Regions from separate parts of the Mus musculus genome. Here region 1 is linked to region 2. The links are chromatin contacts, called in public HiChIP or PLAC-seq maps. All regions are on one chromosome and are shown on one strand. Each heading gives the region's core, a stretch centred on a gene start, on an enhancer-like site or on the middle of the called end of the contact. The rest is flanking DNA. Distances are from core to core; before and after follow the strand shown.

Region 1 (3,962 bases), core at 404-2,903, 170 kb after region 2:
ACGCAAACTGTATATGCCCCAGTACAGGGGAACGCCAGGGCCAAAAAAAATGGGAATGAGTGGGTAGGGAAGTGGGGGGGGAGGGTATGGGGGACTTTTGGGATAGCATTGGAAATGTAATTGAGGAAAATATGTAATAAAAAAACATATTTTATTTAGGGTTCTTAAATGCTTCAACTTCCCTTCTAGTCCTCCAACAAGGAGTAGGGGAGAAAGGTTAATAGGAAAAGGGGGTTATGGACCTGTTTGGAAGTAGTTCTTTGGGGGCGATTCCACCCTTCATTGTCAGGATGTCAGCAGTCCAGTCCAATAGCAAACACCAAACATGAATCAGCAGTGATGGCTAGATCCAGAAGAAACCGCAAGGCTCCGCTGAATCTGCGAGAGTCAACAGAAGCAGCCAGAAGCAGCTGGAATACCATGAGAAGTTCTTTGGTGAAATGAAGATCAGTGAAGACCAACAAAGACCAGTGAAGACCAGCAAAGACCGGTAAAGACCGGCAAAGACCAGTAAAGACCAGCAAAGACCAGTGAAGCATCACACAGTGTATGCAAGAGCATCCTCTCACTGTGTGTGGGGTTCCATTTCTATTCTTCTTAAACATCACGCACCCTCTCAAGTGTCTGTTTTCAGCAAAACATCACCTGCCCTCCCACAAGACAGCTTCCAGAAAATTATCATGTGACACAGCTGAGTTGTTAAAGAAACTAAAAATTTCCACGCCAGGGGTCAATGTAGATATCTGTGGCTTGTATTACCACTAAAAACCATGGGACATCCCTGGTCTGGGAAGCTGCCTGGGACCACATAGATGTCCAAGGGCTGTACAGAACATGCCCTATCCCACACTGGCTGCAACACTCAGGAGAGCCGGCCCTGCACCTCATCTGGGCAACACAGTGGAGCTGGTTCTGGAGGCCTGGATGTGCTTGAGCGAGCCCCTGCCTCTGCCTCTGCCTCCTGCCAATGGCAACACTGGGTGGCTTAGCTGGAGCAGTGCTGGAGAGCTTGCCCTTGTGGTGCAGATGCGGGAGAGGCAGCGGGTTGAGCAGCTCAGCGAACACCCAGGCCCAGCCCCACAGCTTTGAGTTGGCCCACTCCGAAATCTACATCACCTGTGACCTGTCGGAGAGCGTGAAGGGGCGGGCCCTGATGACCCAAAGCTGCAGGATCTCCGGGACACAGGGCAACAACAGGATGACCAGGAAGAGTCCTGATGAGGATTCAATGTTGATGATGTCACAGAAGCCGGAACCAGAGCAGTGATTCATTGCAAGGGAAGATACTGTGGGACACACTGTGACACACTACAGCTTCCACCATGAGATGCTTTCTATGTTTTTTGTTCTGTTTTGTTTGTGTGGCTTTTTAATTTTTTCTTAAGGGGGAGGTTGCAAGGGTGGCGGGCAGATATGGGGGGACGGGGAGATGAGTGGGACTGGGGTGCATGTTGTGAAACTCTAGTTAAAGTTACACAGCTTTGTAAATATAGGATTAGCAGAGTTTAACAACGGTGTGGATGGAATCGGTTTTGTGGCCAGCCGAGTCGTGGCTCCACGGCAGCTGGAGCGAGGAAGGCTAGTGAGACGCTGCTGTGCAGAGAGCTGTCTCTGGGCGCCACAAGAATAGCTGCACCCTGTGAGAACGGCAGAGAGAAAATGCCACGTGACAGGTTTGGCAACGCTGACCTACTTACTGGATTCTGTATTGGAAACACGGTGGCAAAGCTGCGGAGGATGGAAGGGAAGGCGTTAATCCAACGGAGAATTCCTTTACCTCAGAAACCTTAGATCAATACAGGCGCTGAGCTAAAGGGTAGGAGGGCATATGTCTTACACACAAATCGATCATAAAGCAAAGGAGAGGACCACATGTTAGTTCATTCAGAGCTTACTGGAGGGTGTTTTATATTCGTTTTTATTTAGCACGCGTTCCTATATTCGTATTTGTGGTTAGCGTGTACCTGTTCTGCCTTCTCATATAGGACCTCACTCCCTTTGTACGAACGAACATAGATATGGAGGAGCTGTGGTGTTTGGGCTGAGTCACACCCAAGGGAGCGGAGTGCAGGGTTAATTAAGAGAGTCCCAGAGGTTTTACTCTTCGTGTGCTGGGGATGGAGGCAGGCTGGGAGAGGGCTGGAAAGTATGAGTGGGGGGATGGGAAAGCCAGACCAGTGCCATCATCAGGAAGTAAGGGGCAGTCAGGGATGATGGCAGTGTTGTACATATGCAGAGGGTGTGTGTTGTGTGTGTGTGTGAGAGAGAGGAGAGAGAGAAAGATCAGACCATTTGTTATTTTACATACCAATCCTACTGTTAAAGAAATCTGGAATTATTGTTTAAAACTGAGGGTAAGGAAATGGAGAGATGGCTTAAGAGCACATACTGGGTTCAGTTCCCAGCACTCACACCAGTGCCTCATAGCCATCTGTAACTCCAGCCCTGGAGGATCCCCAGCCCTGTTCTACCTCTGCAGGCCCCTGTATTCACAAACATGTACACGCCCTGCACGCAATCCATCCACATCCATGCATGTATATACAGAATTTAAAGTAGAAATCTTCCATGCATGTATATACAGAATTTAAAGTAGAAATCTTCCATGCATGTATATACAGAATTTAAAGTAGAAATCTTCCATGCATGTATATACAGAATTTAAAGTAGAAATCTTCCATGCATGTATATACAGAATTTAAAGTAGAAATCTTTTTAAAGTAAAATTAAGGGTAGTAATGAAAAAGAGGGAGGAGGAGGAGAACAAAACCACCTCAGTAGTCCTGGCCAGTCTGTAACTCAAAGAGATCTGCCTACTTCTGCCTCCTGAGTGCTAGGATAAAAACTGTGTACCACCATGCCATGACTCCAAAATATGTGGAGGCCTGTAGGAGGCTGCAGTAACGTCTGGCTGCAGTCTGCAGACAGGCCCCATTTACCCAGCCCGTCTGCCCTTCCTCTCAACCTACTGAAAGAATCACGTGGACCACTTTCGGCAGGAATATTAACAGACGTCTGTTTCCTTTCCTCACACATTTTCAAGTGTATTGACATTTTACTCAATATTTGCGTGTTGAGAGAGTTAATGTGTTACACGTGGAATCTGAAACAGTCAAAACAAGAAATGGTCATCACAAGGACAAAGAGAAGAAGTAGAGTTGGAGCTGAGCCAGAAGCTTTCTCCCAGCTGGCTGGCTTCCAGAGTGCTGGAAGGTGCTACGGGCTGCTGGGGAGGAATGTCATCAAGTCTTAACCCAGCCGTGGACCCTGCACACTCACTACTAACAAGATGCGCCTATGAGACCAAGAGCCTATTGCTAGCGTGACTATTATAGAGTTAGCAGTGTCTCTCCGGTTAGAGTTAAAGACTGCTCCAGGAGAGGGAATCTATGCCAGGTACTATAACCTCATCAAAAGCCGTGGCTGGAGATGCCATAAGCCCTACTGAGAAATCTATTGATTTAAGTGGGTCCTGTGCCTGTCACATGCTGCCTTCTACATATCGGAAGTTTACAGTCTTAGATCAGTGCTGCTCCCGGCTTTGGCCAGAGAAGCTACCTTTTACAGTGGGCGGTGGTTACAGCAGACTCTGAGCTGAAAATAAGTGGCCTTTGAATGCTTGGGCCTGAGTAGGAAATTTGTATCACCCCTCCAAGGTTCAGGGTACCTCCTAGAGGAGGGAACAGAAAGAGTGTAAGAAGGGGTGGTGAGATGGTTTAGCAAGATGCTTGCTTGTCACCAAGGCCCTGAGTTTGACTCCCAGAATCCACATCCTGGAAGGAGAGAACCAAGTCCCCAAATTTGTCCTCTCACCTCTACACATGCAGTAGGGCATGCACATGTGCATATATGCATGCATCCTCACACACACAGTATATGCATACACATAGGTTTTAAGGACTACTCTCTTCCAGGCACACCGTGATCATTGCAGCTCATGAACACAGAGTGCCTGTGATAAC
Region 2 (4,253 bases), core at 611-3,110:
TAGCTGCAGCCCTTGCCATTGGCAAATATGTCTAACAGAAAGCAGCCTTGGGCTACCCGATCATGCTGTCTAGAGCTACAGCTATTCCTCTTTACCACTGGTCGGAGACCCAGCCTCCACAAGTATGCTATTTCATCTCTCTCTCCCAATGGGCTGGGCCTTTGGATTTGATAGGATTCACAAGAAGAGGACTTAAGAAGAATATTGAACTGGGGTGTGGTATCACCCCATACCCCATGGTCCCAACCCAACCGCATCCCCACGTCTTCCAGTACAGGGAGTGATTCCGAACATCAACCCTGACCGTGCAAGGCATGACTGGGATACAAGAGCCAGAGTAAGGCCACACTTCGAACATGGACTTCACCTTGCTGTGTGGTCAAGGTGAGGCAACTCAAGTTCAGGTTAGCATAAGTCAAAGTGTTCTAAAGAAGAGCCTGACCAAGGATCTGACCTTCAAGGTTAGAAGGCATTCTCAACTATAAAACTTCCTCAGTATGTCAAAGGGATTATACATGTTGGTTCTGGCATCAGATGGACTGGATTTAAATCCTGCTTCCCGCTTACCAACTTTGGGACCTTTGGCAGATAACGTTCTTTTGATTGACCTCAGTTTTCTCAGTTATGGAAGGGGTATTACACATCTCTTAGCACAGTGTTATTAAGAAAAGTAGACACTTTAATACAGTGTCTGGGATGTCCTAAAGGTATAGAGGAGAGATTTTGGAAGGTCGATATTATAATTCTCATGGCAGAAAAAGCACAGAAGCAGAGACACGCGGACAAATTAGGTAACTAAGTTAACATCACACAGCTAAGAAATTGTGGGACCAATGTCCTTGGCGGATTTCAGTCTAGATTGCTTTCATTTAGCGTGTAAGCACAGGTAATTAAAAAGCCAGATGGCCATGGAATGTTTTTAGAGGACACTGTCCTGCAACATTCTTGGGACATTCTTGCCCTCTTGTCTTGATTTGGGTTTGCTGGGTTTTTTTTTGTTTGTTTGTTTGTTTGTTTGTGTTTTTTTTTGTTTTGTTTTGTTTTGTTTTGTTTTCTGGTTTGGCTTTCCAGCACTCACCTACTGCAGCCTGAAAACCAGACCCAGTCCCAGCCTCAGAGCCTTGGGATTCCGGAGCCTTCCATGTTTTAGAATATTTAGGGTTTGTGGTGGTGTGAAGTTATTTCACAAACGACACCAAGTAGTGTCACACACATTTGTTGTCTTTTTCTTGTTAGTAGAAACCTCTGGAAATGGAGTCATTAGTCAAAAATAAAAGTCCCAGTGGCTCTGTTATGATTTCCTTATCTGGGCACTAGATGTCACACTAAGTCAAGCTTTGGAAGTGGCTCAGCTAAGTAGGGTGTGGCAGTCTCTACCTATTTAAAAAAAAATCACAATATTTAGGTAAATATAACGCTTAAATTTGAATTTCTAGGAAAATTCAGAAAGTACTTTCTTTTACTTACAAAAAAACTTAGAATTGTTAATCAGAGAACAGATAGCACCATGGTGAAATGCCGGCTTAAACACATCTTAGCTGCATGCACATGAAAACTGTCTTCCATTCCGAAAACAAAGGGGTAGTTCTGGAGACAGTTTATGCACACTTGTCTGTGGTCATGTGGGAGGCTTGTTCTTTTTTTCCCTTTGCTGTTTTGTTTGAGACGGTATCTCATGTAGCCCAGGCAAGCCTTGGACTTGTTAGGTAGCTGAGGCTAGTCTCTTACCTTCCTCTGCTTTCCAAGTGCTGGGACTACAGACTGGCCAAGATGAGAAGCAGCTCTCCCAACAGAGAAACAGACAAGACTAACCTACTGTGGAGGAAGTCAAAGAGGGGGATGTAAGGCCCCGGAAGATTAAAGAGCTAATAATGAGTGTGAGCGCCGCTGAGCCCCAGAGCTGAGCAAGCTGTGCCTCCAGAGATCACTTATTCCCTGACTTTGGCTCTCAGAAATCTATAGCTGTGAATTATGCGTGGAGAATTCTGCAGTCTCCTTTTGGAAAGTCTGTGTGGATGTTGTTGTTGTTGTTTTTAAACTACCTTGAAGAATATGAAGCCAACGACTTAAGTGTTTGCTGAAATTTCGATGAGATTCCATTGAAATGTTTGGAATTCTTTGGAGGCTAGAAAGAATTAATTCGAGTCAGATTGAAAGCTTATAATTAAGTCTTCGGCTTAGCAGTTTGTTTTTTTTTTTTTTTCCGAGTAACTCAGTAATGAGTTTGAGCTGTGTTTAATTATCTGCATGAGTGTAGGCACATATTTCTATTGTAATTAAAGCTGTAAATCATGTTTCCTAAGTTTTCAGGGTTTGTAGGTAATATATGATGACAAATAGCTTTCGTTGGAAGAAGCCAGTAAATACCATTGCCTGTGTTGCTTTGATAAATCAGGTTAGAACTGAGAAATCGGCCTTCTGTGTGTATGTGGGGGTGCATGTGTGAGTATGTGCAGAGGCCAAAGGCTAACCTCGAAAGTCAAAGGGTATTCCTCAGGATTGTGTCTGCCTTGCCTTTTGAAACAGCATGGCTCACTTGGCCTGAAATTTACTGATTCAGTTACAACGGCTGGATGTCAAGCCCCAGGGATGTATCTGTCTCTATGTCCCCAGCTCTGAGGCTACAAACTCATGCCACCACACCTAGATTTCCACAGGGTTCTATGCATTGATATCAGATCCAAAATACTACTCTTTTGAGTATGTATGAGTCTCATCTGTGTCTTCCTCTAACTCAAGAGATGGATGAACAGTCATTTGAACAGTGTTTTGTAATTCTGACTGGTTCTAGTTGACTCTGGTGTCTTCCTTTGACTTGGTTACCACTGCCTCGTGTTTGAACAACCCAGGGTCCCAGGATGCGTGCTTCCTTTCTCCTTACATGCCACGGCAGGTAGCAGGCACCCAGATGGAGGGGGCACAGGCTGTTTTTCCTTCTAGAACTCCAGTAGCCATGAGGACCGCAGTGGTCTACCAGTGCTTTGATCCCTTCCTCCTGTCTAAGAAAGGCTTACCCCATCTTAGTGCAGGGTGTCAAGCTGTCTGTGGATGAAATAGAAGACTCTTTTCTATCAAGTCAAGGGTTGGTTTTTACCCAATGAGTGGGAAGGTCTGCTCTGTACTCCTTACCGAATCCCAACTGTGCCAGTGTCTTGGAAATAAAGACTGTCCCTTCTTGGAAATACAGGTGCTATTAGTCTGATGGAGTCCGTGACCTTCAGCCTACTTTGGACTGCTACTCCTTCCCAATTTCCCCACTGAGTGACCCTTTGATTTAGAGCTGTCAGCTCAAGACCTTTCATGGTGTACGTTTGAGGAACTGTAGTGTTATTTTTTTATTTGTTTGTTTGGAGGGCTTTGTTTTGTTTAGAGACACGATCTTGCTAAGTAGCCCACACTGACCTAGAATCTTATGCAGACTAGGCTAGACTCAAACTTGCCATCCTCCTGCCTCAGCCCCCTGAGTGTTAGGATTATATGCCACCATACATATAATCCTAGGAACATATTATACATAGGTTTATACATAGGAACGTATTGAAGGTCATCTGACTTCAATCCAGCCCATGTTAACTGAGCACCTGCCATGTGCTAGGACTTCAAAAAGCCAACAGCGACCACAAGAGAACGATTGATCAGCCATATGACACTTTAGAAAACAGGATGAAGACATGCCTTTCAAAGACGCTGACTTGAGTTTGGAGTTTCCCTGTTAAAAACAGCCACCATGGCAGAAGCCAAAAGGGGTCTGGGAACATAGTGAGGAAACTGAGTCACAAAAGAGAGTGGCTTTAAGGCCACTCAGCCTGACCATGCTGAGTTCATCTTTGGATCCTACCACAGGGAATCTGAACACATTGCTGCCATTCAGGGTAGAACCCCGCAGTCCAGATGGTCTTGTGAGATTAGTCTAGGGTCACAGACTGTGCAGATTGTAATGTCTCTGTGAACTATATATTTATGTCCTTGCAGGTCATGGATTAACAGCAGTCAAAGAAAAGGCAGGGGCAACCCTACGAATCCACAGTGCCAATTCTGCATCTCCCGAAGGGGCCCCAACTGATGCTGAAAACGGAATCTCTGGAAGTGAGTGGCGTGCTCGCCTGGTGTTTTGTTACACCCGTGTGCATGACTACACAGTGGGGAAAAGCCCAAGTTCAGATCAGCAAAATGCATTCTAACCAGGGTGTTATTTCTTGCCATGACAGATGTGACTCCAGATCAGGACCCTGCCAGAGGCCCCCACACTCCTC

The links. HiChIP or PLAC-seq counts read pairs in DNA pulled down with a chosen protein or histone mark.
Region 1: a contact with region 2 is called in an H3K4me3 HiChIP or PLAC-seq map of forebrain, with 5 times the contacts expected there. The contact joins two enhancer-like sites. A contact is called at or near these places in 1 of 15 datasets of contacts at CTCF or cohesin (large pre-B cells), 6 of 484 Hi-C or Micro-C datasets (the HPC-7 cell line, bone marrow-derived macrophages, cardiomyocytes and 3 more) and 5 of 115 datasets of contacts at active chromatin or transcription factors (SST interneurons, embryonic stem cells, forebrain and 1 more).

Annotation. Positions count from the first base shown.
Region 1 is chr5:65,174,173-65,178,134 of GRCm38.p6, forward strand. No RefSeq gene overlaps it. Among named protein-coding and RNA genes, the nearest start is that of Wdr19, 24 kb to the right of the region's middle. Within about 2 kb of position 1,654, at least 77 of the 459 cell types and tissues checked have an H3K27ac peak or open chromatin away from gene starts, as enhancers often do. A contact at or near this core is called in forebrain, where this site is marked.
Region 2 is chr5:65,001,826-65,006,078 of GRCm38.p6, forward strand. It overlaps Fam114a1 (family with sequence similarity 114, member A1), which reads left to right. Exons shown (of 14, transcript NM_026667.3): 4 at 3,973-4,086; 5 at 4,209-4,253. The region is part of intron 2 of Gm32374 (a long non-coding RNA gene); the gene reads right to left. Among named protein-coding and RNA genes, the nearest start is that of Gm32374, 16 kb to the right of the region's middle. Within about 2 kb of position 1,861, at least 37 of the 459 cell types and tissues checked have an H3K27ac peak or open chromatin away from gene starts, as enhancers often do. A contact at or near this core is called in forebrain, where this site is marked.